Regions from separate parts of the Mus musculus genome. Here region 2 is linked to region 1. Evidence: chromatin contacts called from public HiChIP or PLAC-seq data. All regions are on one chromosome and are shown on one strand. The core of a region is the stretch at or near the end of the contact, and the rest is flanking DNA. Distances in the headings are between cores, read along the strand shown. Region 1 has its middle 120 kb from the start of Gm26685. Region 2 has its middle 26 kb from the start of 1700029M03Rik.

Evidence for each region. HiChIP or PLAC-seq counts read pairs in DNA pulled down with a chosen protein or histone mark.
Region 2: a contact with region 1 is called in a FOXA1 HiChIP or PLAC-seq map of pancreatic cancer cells. The contact joins two enhancer-like sites. A contact is called at or near these places in 3 of 115 datasets of contacts at active chromatin or transcription factors (extraembryonic endoderm stem cells, fibro-adipogenic progenitors and pancreatic cancer cells) and 1 of 9 other capture datasets (embryonic stem cells).

Annotation. Positions count from the first base shown.
Region 1 is chr1:164,619,378-164,626,211 of GRCm38.p6, forward strand. No RefSeq gene overlaps it. Among named protein-coding and RNA genes, the nearest start is that of Gm26685, 120 kb to the left of the region's middle. Within about 2 kb of position 3,249, at least 26 of the 459 cell types and tissues checked have an H3K27ac peak or open chromatin away from gene starts, as enhancers often do. A contact at or near this core is called in pancreatic cancer cells, where this site is marked.
Region 2 is chr1:164,983,891-164,990,724 of GRCm38.p6, forward strand. No RefSeq gene overlaps it. Among named protein-coding and RNA genes, the nearest start is that of 1700029M03Rik, 26 kb to the left of the region's middle. Within about 2 kb of position 4,486, at least 46 of the 459 cell types and tissues checked have an H3K27ac peak or open chromatin away from gene starts, as enhancers often do. A contact at or near this core is called in pancreatic cancer cells, where this site is marked.

The DNA of each region.
Region 1 (6,834 bases), core at 1,999-4,498:
CCTGCTACTCTTTCCCTAAACCCTTGTGAAGTATATTTGAATATAACAATGTCTTTAGTTTTAATACTTCATTTATTCCTTTCATTTATGACAGAAAGGATAAACACAGTTGAGAAAATCCAATCTTTTGTCCTCAGGTGTTTATGATGTTGAAAGTCGACTTAAGGATTTTGAGGCTTAGGTGAAGCAGTGTAATTGCAGCAGCAGGCAGAGTAGACAGCAATGATACAGATGTTCTGCTAGTCATGTGTCCATGATTCTTCATGAGATGTGCATGTACCTTCATACATCTAAGTAATGCCCTAACCCATGAGTTTTTTCTTCTTTCCCCAATATGAAGTTTGATTTACATAATATATGCATAAGCAGCAATAAATATTACCATTAATGTACCAATAAAACCCATTGCTCTGGCGATGATTATGTTTTTCATTCTTCCAGACTCTGCCATAGGACTCTGCCATTCTCTTCTCTGTTTCTCTCACGGCTTTGGGCATCCATCTGACCATGGCTGACAAGGCTGTGCTCTGGGAGATGACTGCTACATTTCTGTCAACACCTCTGACCTCTTTTCTTGGCAGGTCTATTTAATTACCTAAAACCCACCACAATGGTTGGTTTGGTACTTTCCTTGATTATCTAAAACCACTCGCAAGTCACCATGTTCAAGAGTGGCATGCATTTGATCAAACTGCTCCTTCCTTAAGGCTTCCCCTATATTTCTAAATGCTAATCATTTTCCAATCACCTTCTCTAGTTTGGGTCAGAAATTGGACATACCCCTTCACTATTCTACTTCATTTTAATACCATTACTGATCTTCTTGTCTCATTTTTCTAAGACTTACCATTTCTTACATTTTCCTAAGCCATTATTTCTGATCCAAATAACTGCATTAATCTCTTAACTGCTCCTAATGCTTCCAGTGGTGCTGAGTCATAGGAGAGCATCATTCATAGCATGTCACTCATTCGCTCAAAACAGTTTACCAGCTCCAGCTGCTGTCTCCTAGTCTTCAAAAAAAAAAAAAAAAAAAAAAAAAAAAAGCCAAAAATCCTCTCTGAGATTGTTACTACAGTGGCTAGGGTTAGATCCTGGGTTCTGGCAGCTCTAACAAGCCAAGCCTAGCCATCTACACAATTAATAACAAAGAAAGAAAAACAACATTTGTTTTTCAATGTGACCACATTAGGAAGAGCACGAAAGAATTCCATTGACAACTGTCTGTCACTCACAAGACATTTTGGGGGCTTTGATGTGAGGTTTAGGTTTAAGTAGAGGCCAACAAGATTCACCTAACTAAGCAGACTTGTTCAAGGTGTGGCCCCGTGCATTACCATGGTCTCAGAAACATCTTTCCTGCAAGGTGGTCTATTTTTAGGACAGTGAGAATCTCTTTCCAGGAGACAAGTTCTCATTCTGCCTGGCACCAGGGCCTTCTCCTTTTCCTTCCTAAGAGACCTCTGGGGAAATTCCAACAGCCTGGTAACCAAAATAGGAGTTGGGGGAGGGGCGGGATGAAAAGTCTTTCTTTAGAATGTCTCCATTCCTGCCTTGCTAACCAGGTGGTTATGTTCCCTTGTAAGCTTTTTGATCAAATGACAGACCAAACCTCCACACTGTACCTTTTCTCCATGTGACCTAGCTGTGCTGACCATATTGCTTGGAAATGGCAGATGGTTTCCTGCATTGAGGACCATATTTCATGTACGTCCACTGTGAAAGATACTCTGGTCCCAGACAGAATCAGTTCCAGCTCACTTTACTAACACAAGAACTGAAAAAAAGACACAGAAGAGAGGACAGGATAAAATTACTACATATTGCTCCATTTATCTACTTCTCTGTTCCATTCCTTGTTCTTCACTTGCAGATGTGTGCACCACTAAGAGTTCCAGCATGGTTGTGTCCTTCCAGTGTAAGTGATCTGGCTATGTTTCACTGAGCGTGGTAACGTGGACCTCTGCCTTGCGGTAAAGACACAGTGTTAATGAAGCATGAGCACAGGAGGCTTGCGCCTCACACAGAACAGATTGAATCACCCAGGAATGCTTGCTATAGTTCTGGAATTTTCCTTTCTCATCTCAGTAAGTGTGGTGGTTTGAATAAGAATGGTCCCCATAGGTCATATATTTCTATGCTTAGTCACTAGGGAGTTGCAATATTTGAGAAGGATTAGTAGGCGGGACCTTGTTGAGGTAGGTGTGGCTTTGTTGGAGGAAGTATGTCACTCTGGGCAGGCTTTGAGGTTTCAAACACCCAGGCCAGACCCAGCCTTTCCCTCCTTCTACCCCATCCTCTCTCTCTGCAGATCAGAACGTAGTTCTCCAGCATCACGTCTGCCTACATGCCACCATGCTCCCTGCCATGGTGATAATTAACTAATCCTCTGAAGGTGTAAGCAAGCCACCAATTAAATGCTTTCTCTTTTGAGAGTTGCTGTGGTCTTGGTGTCTCTTTACAGCAATATAACAGTGACCAAGGGAGTGAGTTACTTGATGTATGGGCATAGTTGGCATTAGAGAAAACCGAGGAACATGTTATAACTGACACAATATATTTGTCAGCACTGTAGGAAACATGACCATTGTGCACACAGTCTTGGTGCCAATACTGATATATCATAGAAATTGGAAAGGCAGGGAGGCAGTTTTAGTGCCTGCCAATCTCCAACCCTTCTCTTTGCAATGTTACCTGCAACTCCCTGCACCTCTCTGGTATTCTTTTCCCTGTGGGCTATGATACCATGGTTAACAGCAAACTCTTGGGTTGAGTCCATCTACACAACAGTTTCGTATATGGCTTAGACAGGTTCTTTTTTTTTTTTTAAATCTTATTTTCAAAGAAAAACCTTTTCAAGATGGAGAAGGTTGAGTCTGAAGGTGAAGTTTCAGGTACTCTGAAACAGATTTCATTTTCAGTGCCACTCAAATCACATCACGCATATAAAAATCTTTGCATCGTATCTGAGTTAGGAGGGTTACACCCAAGAGCTAAGAGCAGAGCCTTACTGGGCAATTATGGACATGCATTTAGTGGTAAAGTGTCAGTGTCTTGGATGTTTGAGGAAAAGACTCAATTACTACTTTCTTGGGAACACAGAGATTATTTTTGGCTTTCGACTAAGTAGAGGAAGATTTCTGAAGGCCCCCAGCAGCTAATCTGATCACCTGTGGTTCTGAGCACATTGTTATGACACACTAGTTACATTTGGTTTGTAAGGTACTTACATAGGGAAGTCTGTTATGTGGCTGACCTCATGCCTTGTGGTTAGTGATTCACCACCCTACACCATCATCACTCCTATCCTTAGGAGAAAAGACAGGCTGAGAAGGAAGTAGACTTGACTTAACTTATTCCTAATAAGTATCACTTAAACCGTTTAATGGATTCATTAAAGTATCGATGTCAAACAAACAAACAATAAAGCTTAGAACATATTAATTACAACTGTGCTGAAACAGATGATATTTAAGAATTCAAGCCAGTGTTTACTCACGTACTTTGGGAAACAAAACAAATGGATGGATTTTCATGTCTTTTAAAAATTTTTATTTATTTTTATTTCTTATATCAGGAATAGAAAGAGAAAATCAATTCAAAAACTGGTACTGTATGAGACAGAGTGCCTGGAATTGTGTTTAAAAGATCATGTAGTATGGGGACATCATCCTAGGTCTATTCACTTCAATTTTCTTCATAACATATCACTACTGACAGTTCACATTTTCCTGTTCAACATTATCATACAAGATGAGTAAGAGTATGGGTCTCTTCCAACATGACTAATGGGCCACAGAGCAGGACCAGCCCTAAAAGGTTTGCTTCGTCCACATGTACAGTATTTAAACGACAAGTATCTCGATGCTCTCCTAGTATCATGTATACTTTACATATACGTATATATGTATATATACATGATACATACATCCATATACATGCATATACATGTTGTACATATATACATATGCATTTATATACACAGTATATATGTATAGTATATACACAAATGTATAAGTATATATATATATATATATATATATATATATATATATATATACACAGATACAGATGTATGTATACAATGTATAAATATACTACACATGTGTATACTATATGTATACATGTATGTGCATGTAGGAGGAGAAATTCCACACATAGAGATGACTGTCCTTCATGCTCTCAATACTCTGGTTGGTGGCTCCTGGGTGGTAGAAACAGAAATTTGTCTAGATCAGAAAAGGCCTAGAGTTTACCAACTCAGGCTCACAGCTTCTATTTTACCAAGTCCAATTCTAGAATAACTTTCTCTGAAGCCGATGCATTTTGTGTGCTGCACTGGCTAATATCTTCATTATTTTTCCCTGTTGTAGTTTCCCCATGACTACAAACCTTGCATTTCATAATAAGCCTGGAATTTCCTAGTGTGCTCCCTGGAGCCATGGGAGGTTTGCCTGGGGCTGCCAGGGACGATGAAGATTACGCCGGTTACATAGAGAAGTAGATTAAAGCCATCCATCCCTACTTTTAACCAGAGAAATTATTTTTTTTACATATTTTATGTACTGTCTGTTTCTTAAATAATGATAAAAACATGAATGTCATTAATCTTTGGTATCATTATTTGGCTAAGAAAAATCCCAGATACTACAATGGAATTTTGAACATTTGGGTGTTGTGATAGGCACTTCAAATTTTAATGTTCAACTCACAGTATTTGGCCCTTGTGCATTATAATACAATTAATTATGTAATATTACTTTACAAATAAAGAAAGATAATAGCATGCCTTTGCTTAGTTCTCCTGTAATCTCAAAGGGTGATCTGTACCAAGAAAAACATCAGAATGCATCTATGCTCTTTCCTAGACTTTAAAAATAAGTACAGCTTGTAGAATAATATAGGTTGTAACATGGAAGCTTTAAACTAGCTATATTAATTTGCTTTCTGTTTCTGTGATAATTACCATGACCAAAAGTAATTTGGGAAGGAAGTAAGGATGGCACTGCCCACCTTAGGCTGGGTCCAACTATATCAATCATCAATGAAGAAAATACCTACAGACACACTCATAGGCTAGGTTATTCAAGCAATCCCTTAATTAAGACCCTCTCATATAGCTCTGAGCTGTGGCAAGTTGAAAGCTGAAGTGAACTAGAAACTAGAGAAACAGGCTTTGTGTAACACTTGTTCACAATGATGGCTTTTAGTTATGATTAAAGTCCTGAGCCTGAGTCATTGAAGCTGTATGCCCAGCTGAAGTCTGTCTTTTATCAATGTAGCAAAAACCAAACAAACAAAAAAAACTGCAGTCGAGGTAATGTATTAAGAAAAGAATATTTTTTTGGAGGAAGAGTTTTGGAGTCTGAAAACACAAAATTGGGTAACTCCATTTATTTAGGTTCCAATGAGGGACTCATGGCAGATAGTAACAGGGAAGGGATATGGTCACAAGAGAGAGCCCACATGTCAAGGCAAGAAGCCAAAGAAAATGGGGATCAGTCAGTCTTGCTCTTTAGGAATAATGGGATTATGCTTCTAATGGGACCTTTAGGACCATAACATTTCCTTCCGAGGTCAGCACTGACAGCAACTTCCCCTTAGGCAACTTCTCCATCTTAAAATTCTCATCACCTTTTATCACATCAGCAACCAGGATTCCAGTGCACAAACCTACGAGGGACACTTTTAAACCACATCTAAATTATAGCAAGGTCCCTACCATTTTGATTAAGCATTCTTCTTTGCAACTTGTGCTATGGACTCTATAAAAGCTATTTCCTGCCTGGTCCTAAAGAGATAAAGTGGATGTCTTTTCTTAATTTGTCAGTCCAATAATACACCTTTCTTTCATTCAATAGCCCTGATTTGTTTCTATCAAAGAAATGCTGTTATCTAAACTGTTAACAGTGTGAATTGATTCTACTGTTTCTGGAATTTTCAATATTTGACTTTAGACATCATGGTTGGTCAATGGGGATGATTTTAGCTGTGACTTACTACAATGGGGATATGGAACCTGAAGAGGCCACCTCCTGACACCAGGCAGGAACCCTAGTGGAGAAATAGAGACAATAACCTACCCACAAAACCAAACATTTATTCTGTCTCCAAGAAATGCAGGCACAGATGATAGAGCAGAGTCTGAGGGAATGACCAACCAATAAGGGCCCAACTTGAGACCCATCCCATGTGCAAACACCAATCTCTAACACTATTAATGATACTCTGTTATGCTTGAACGCAGGAGCATGCTGTCCTTTGAGAGGCTCTATCCAGTAGCTGACTCAGACAGAAGTAGACACCTACAACCAAACAGTAGATGGAACTTGGGAACTCTTAAGGAAGAATAGGAGGAAGGATTTTGGGGACCGGGAGGGAATAGGAACTCTACGGGAAGACCAACAGAGTCAACCAACCTGGACCCTTGGGGCTCTCAGAGTCTAAATCACCAACCAAAGAACATACACGGGCTGGACCTAGGCCTTCCCGCTCATATGTAACAGATGTGCAGCTTGGCCTTCATGTGGGTCCTGAGCATCTGGAACAGGAACTATCCCCAAAGCTGTTGCCTGTACATGGGATATGTTCTACTAGCTGGGGTGTCTTGTTTGGCCTCAGTGGGAGAGGAAGCACCTAGCCTCACAGAGACTTGAAGTGCCAGGGTTGGAGGAAGATACCTGGGGGGGGGGGCACCTGCTCAGAGGAGAAATGAATGGGGAATGAGGGAGAGAGTGGGGAGAGGGTGACCAGGAGGGAGGCAGTGAGCAAGATGTAAAGTGAATAAATAAAAAAAAATTATATTAAATTAAATTAAATAAAAAAAAGAAATCA
Region 2 (6,834 bases), core at 3,236-5,735, 370 kb after region 1:
GGGCCTGAAACTCATTTTTCTACCACTTGAGGGGGCCCTGGCTGCAAGAGCCTGCCTTGTATATCTCTAATTGAGTGACAATCTTTGGCCCAATGGTATCCTTTTCCACACTTAGTACACAACCCTGGCGCTGTCCTTTTTATGTGGGCTCTGCAGTCCTTTTTTAAATGCCCTGGTTTGCCACAATTAAAGCAAAGTTTGAGCTCCACTGAGTCTGAGCGCCTCTGCCCCTGCAGAATGGCGGCTGACAATCCAGCATTAGTAAGCGGCCCGGCAAACCTTTAACCAGTCCTGTAACCCCTTACTCTTTCTAGGTGTGATTGCTGATCTACATTCCTGTGTAGCTTGTTCATAAACCAACTGTTCAATTAAAGGCATAGCTGCCTCTGGGTCTCCAAATATCCTCCCTGCTGCCTCCGTGATTCTGGCCACAAAATCTGAGAATGACTCCTGTGCGCCCTGGGTAATTCTTGTCAAATGTCCATTCGCATCCCCCTTCCTAGAGAGTGCTTTCCATGCCTTAACAGTGGCACCTGAGATCTGAGCGTACGCTCCCCAATGATAATATGTCTGGTTAGCAGCGTGCTGTCCCTGACCTGTAAGTAATTCAAAAGTCCGCGTTCTTTGGTCCCCTTCCATGGTGGTATTAGCCCTTGCCTGCGTCTGGCAGAAATCCTGCCATAATGCTTTCCACTCAAGATACATCCCCATATTTGGAACCACAGCTTTCACCACTGTTGTCCAATCTCCAGGAGTCATTGCCAAAGCCGCAAGCCTTTCGACTTGTCCTATAGTGAAATTGGCACTGACTCCATAGTTACGGACAGACTCAGCAAGCTCCTTAATCTGTATATACTCCACCGGAGTGTGAACTCACCCTCCCTCGGCTCCTTCAAAAACTGGAAATGCCTTTTGCATTTTCCTCTGTTCCTCTTTTGGAATGAATGAGTCTGAATGATACCTCTCCACATAAGACAGAGGTGCACTAGGACCCTGAAGCCGACAGTCCGGAGGCTGAGCAGCAAGCTGGCTTTCGACAGCCGCTTTTTGCCTTTTTCTGGACTGATTAGCTCGCATTTTATCTGGCTGGTACCTTTCTCCCTCATAACGAGCTGCTTCCTCCTCCAAGTCCGTTTCCTCAGAGGGGCTAAGTCCCTCATCTGATTCTGAGCTACTAAGAGCTAGGTCCTTAAACTCATCTAGTGGCGGGTATAGGTTCCTTCTCCTAGGGACCTCCACTGATTGATCTTTCTTCTTCTCTTTTTCCTTCTCCTTCCTTCCAAACTCACCCTGGGTATTCTTTCCTGACATTATCTTTTCCTTGGGCTCAAGGTCCGTGGAAAGGCCTGTATGCTTAATTGGTGCACCATGTGTCCATTTTGTTCCTAATCTCTCTCCCCGCTCTACCTCTGATAGACTGTCTTGAATTTCATCCAGAATTCTCTGCCCTGCCTTAACCACTTGTTGACATTCCTTGTCCTTTAAGCACGATCTTATCAGCTTCCACAACGACATGGTTCCTGCTTTAAGTTTGCCATTCTCCAGTTCCCTAACTAAATCTCCCTTGAGTTTCTCCCAAGAGGGGATAGTTAAGGACCCTGAGCATGCAAACCACGGTGCTATGCAATCTACCTCTTTTACAAAGCCTTCTAGTGTCTTGGTGGCGACTTTCAAGCCACGCTGCTTCAGGACCGACCGTAAGGCGGTCACCACAGAGTGGGAGATCCCCATACTGGTCACTGTCCAGGCGTGACCGCGACTGAGAACCAGTCAGCAATACTGGTCACTGTCCAGGCCTGACCGCGACTGAGAACCAGTCAACAATACTGGTTGCTGTCCAGGCCTGACCGCGACTGAGAACCAGTCAGCAATACCACCAGTGGAAGCAAAATGAAACCGAAAGGAAAGGAATAATCTAATCGCCGTGAAAACAATGAAAAGGGCGTCTAACTCTGGAGAAATTTCAAGACTGTACGTACCTTGCAGAGCTGTAAAGTGTCCCGTAGTTCTGAACCCGCCCCGTGAAACGGGGGTCTCCTATCAGCGCCTAGTGATGATAAATTCCCGGGTTTCTCAGCGCCACTTCTTGCCTGAGCTAGTATCTCGCCGGCAAGAATTCACTCGGACAACCGGATCCTTCTACGGCAAAGCTTTTATTGCTTCAACATAAGGAAGACCCCAAACCTGGAAAATGGTGCTGCTTAGATAGCCCGCAGCGTGACGTTTCAGCACCTGATGTGGCGTGACAGCACAGCACCTGATTAGTTGCTCACCCATCACCCCATTACTACGCCCCGATATGGGCAGTGACTGGGTGTGGATTTACTCTTGCACTTGCGCATAAGACTTGTTTACTAGTTAGGCGCAGTGGAAGCCAGCGCCATCTTATAATGGCGATTGCTCACGGCACGGCTCTCCACATCTATAAAGGCATTTTCAGAGAGATTTAGCTGAAGAAGGAAGACCTACAATGAGTGTCGGCAGCAGCATCCCATTGGCTGGAATTTCAGTTGAAGAAATAAGAAGATACAAGTGGGGCACCCTCATCCATCCCTCTCAGCTTCCTGACTGAGGACTCAGTGTCACCAATCACCTCCCTCCATTGCTGCCATGCTTTCCCTGTCACGATGGACTCTGTCCCTCTTGACTGTGAGCCAAAATACACTCCTCATTTCTTAAGGTATTTTGGTCCAATCCTTTATCACAGCAAGAAGAAAGAAAACTAATTCAATCTGGAATCCAAGAGGAATGAATGATCCCTAATACACCTCACAATCAACTTCGTGGTTTCTGGGCTGCCAGTTTTAGCCTAATTGGCTCTTAGTGGGAACTTGGAATAGATCATTTGGCATTGCCCAGGGGAAGGGCTTAGAAAGACACATATTAGTGCTGCGTGCAATGTCTTCCTCTGGAGTAACCTTACACTGCAAAACAAGATCAAACACCACTCACCTCTTCACAAATCTAAATATGGTCATGGCTTCTCTGGGGACTAGTTGACTGGAGTGGAGAAGTTTCTAATCATAAATGACTCACGGGCCTCACAGGCTATGTCTAGTTCACCCTACTCACATACTCAGTACATCATTTCTGTTTTATAGGAAATTCTTATGTATGGATTACTTTTCACACAGACTAGTTTTATTTCCTCAGACTAAACACCAGGGCCTTCAGAATGGAGATTAAGTATCACTAATGCAATGTTCCAAATAATGAAGTTTCAAGTCAGATTAAATGACTGGAATTGGCTCTCTAATGCTTAGAACTCGCAGGGAGCTAGGAAACAAGAGAGGCAAGGTAACAGTAAGGACATGCACCCAGGCTTCCAGCTTTGGTACAGAATGAGTCGCAACACTCGTCTGACTGCCTGGCAAGCCTTAGGCAAAGATGTACAAGCTTAAGCTAATAGAACCTTTAACTTCGCTGCCTCAATTTACTCCATTTCAATTTACTGAAACAAATATGATCCAAGTCGAGAAGCACCACAACCAGGACTTCCAGCTCTGACCAAGACACAAAAACCTTCCTCTGAACTCAAGTTGACCTTTTTCTTGAGCCAAAAACACTGAGTGGAAACAAACATTAAAAAACAAAACAAAACAAAACAAAAAACAAACAACCCTGCAGCTTTATGGCTGGAAAGAATCTAAGCTAATCTCACCAATCCTTTTGCTTTACAGATTAGGGAACTGAGGTAAAGACTTCTTATTAGATGAAGTGCCCAGAGTTTTAGTCTAGTAAAGACAGAATCAGTGCTACTTGCCAGGTCTCTGGATTCAAGACTAAAGACTTGAATTAGATCCACAAACTTACACCCCAGCAATACTGCCATGCCAAGGACTCTCCACAATGCCAAACAACACATTTAACAAAATACTGCGTTTCAAATGAAACGGTTTCCTCAGGTCAGAAGAGAATCCCTTTGCCTGTCCCCATCAGTTCTGAAGCACTAGCCGGCTAACACCTATGAATATTTCTTCAGCATGCTCTAGAACACCATCATTTCATCCGGTCCTTCTCTTAATCTGATGAAGTGGGTACCATAGCTACCCACACTTTACTGAAAAGGAATCTCTGATGTCAAAATATAATTGGCCCTTGTTCTTACAGCAAGAGGTCTATGGTAAAAAAAAATACAGATATAGGCCACCTACCTTCCTGACCCAGCACTTAGTCATTATTATGCTGACAAAAGACTAACAAGAATATAATCCAAATTTAACCACAATGAGTAAGACTGAGCTCTGATCTCAATTTACTTTGTCCTCTGGGCTACTCAACATCTAAAATTCCAGTTCTCTAACCTATATCTGTCACCATAGGAGAAGATTCTACAGTCTCCTCCACTAGCTATCCTCTAAAGCCACCAAGCCAAGATTCTGCTGAGGCTGGGAAATCCTAGCATGTTGAAACCTCGGTCACCATGTGCTTCTCTGTGGCACCTGCTTGGGATCCAGGGCACATCAAGTCTCTAGAATGAAATTAGCATTTGCTCTCCTCCCACGCTCTGTTCTGCTAAATTATGCAAATGAGGGCTTTAGGACGTGTGAACAATCCTAAATGTTCTCTTAGGAAAGGGGAGGGAGGAACACAAACCACAAATCAGGCCTGTGTAGGCCTCAGGATTAAACATACAAAGGAAATGGTATATGTGTATTCCTTGGTTTAAAGCATGTTGGTTTATTTTTGTCTGTTATGGGTAGGATTATAAAAATGCTGTGTGTGTCTAATGGTACTAGGAGCCCCTTTTGTATCCAGTAATATAACAGCCCTTCTGAGGATCTCTGGTTCTGCCTTATGTCTCAGAAAAAGCAAGACCCCCTGTGGCCAGGAAATTAGTCTATATTTTCCAATAATCTCCCGTGTGTATTAACATGTTTGTATATTAACACATACCTGTGTGTTAAAATGCATGTGTTAATATACATCAACTCTCTATGATCCGAGATCTGTTAGTCTCTAATTAAAAGATGATGTTTCTACTGCTGAGATCAACTTCTTTCGAGAACAGGGGAAGAAAGGCTCTAGAAGGAGGGATACAAAAGGGGACCCAGGGAGTGCTTTGGTAATGATTCTGTGTTGTCTGTGATGTTCTCCAGTGTAGGCTGAAGAACTTGGGATAAGCAGAAGCAGATAGAGTGATAGAGCAAGAGGAAAAATGGGTGTGCAGTCTAAGTGGCATGGTTCTTCCCATAACCAGCCCCATAGAGCCTCATGCCAGCCCTGTGAGGAAGGTCCTTTAAGGGCTGCCTGGAATGATCTTGCAGGATGTGCCAGCTGAGGGAGCCAACAAGAGAGTCAAATCAAACCCACATTCAGTTTGCCAAGCTACAGTCGCACAGGCCAAAAGTATTGAGTTTCCAGCTCATACAAAAGTGTTATGTGAGCTGAAGTCTGCATATCATTGTCTCATTTACTGACAGAAAACTAAGACTGTAGATAGTGAGCCATTGGCCCAGGGTCACTGCAGTGCATTTTTTAGCAACAAATGAAAATCTATCTGCTCCCCATTTTGTTCCTTCTGCAAGATCGTCTTCATGTTTGATGAAATGGGAGAAAAAGACCATCAAGGAAACTCAAATCCAATGCATTGAACATCACCGGAAGTGCCTAGTGAAGTGTCTCTGAAATAAACAGAAAGTTCTGGAACAACACTAATTACAAGAAAGCACAATGACAGGCAGACACATACATTCCCCTTTATAGTCATAGAGTAACATTAATCAGCCATGTAACAGTGAAAGATCTTGTCTTCAGCAAAGACTGGAAAAAGAGCTTGTGACTGACAGCCCTAACAGTCAGGTGAAGAACTGAAAATCAAGCAGCACACAGTGGAGTCAAATGAGTTGTTTATGTTAAAGAGGAACGGGGAAACTCCACAGAGACACCCTGGGACTTGAACTTGGCCTTTAGAGTTTTAAATATATGTATATGTATGTGTGTGTGTATATATATATCTGTAGCATTTCTTTAAGAAGTTGTAAAACCCAGAGAAGTAAAACTTGAGCGTAGGCTCTGAGAGCCATCACTGTGCTGAGCAGTACCCTGAGCCATGAGCTGGGGAGAGATGACTGTGCCTCACCTTGGTCTGTGCTGGGCTTTCCAGCTGAAAAGACCCAGGCCACTACACCCCCTCCCTGGCCTGCTACCACCCCCAGCCAAATCTCTCTGCTGCTGAAGGTGTCATGTACATGACAAACAGAAAGGAAAATAGCTAGTAAAAATGCAGTAAGACTTAACAGATTGGGCTTTCCAGGCACTGGGGCACTCTGTCTTTTGTTGTTTGTGTGTTCTGTTGTTCGTTTGTGATCAGGGTATTTCTGTGTAGCCCTGAGCGTCCTGCAACTCATCCTGTAGACCAGGAAGGCCTCAGAGATCCACCTGCCTCTGCCTTCAGGGTGCTAGGATTAAAGGTGTGCTCACTATGCTGGCTTCAGCAGTACACCAAATTGGTCTGGGAGCAAGTGGGTGGAAAATGCCAGCTCTTCCTCTGAAGTGACTTAGACATAGCAGTGGTGCTGTGGTAAGGAGCTGGGGCCAGTTCTCTGCTGGGTACATTTGAGAAAGTGATTTCTGGTGGAGTTACTGTCTGGGTGATAATAACCAGATGGCACACCCAAAGTCAACAATGGGGCTCACGGGGACTGTAGCAAGCCTTGGGATGACCTCTCTTATCCTGCTCTATGTGAAAGGGAGAATGAGAATCGAGCATGCTACAATGCATACTCATTCTGTCCTTCTGGAACCATGTTCAGGAGGGATTTGCTCACCCTGCTTAAAAGACAGTAAATGGAGGCCCAGGCCACTCCTACTCCACTGAGATCACAAGAACCC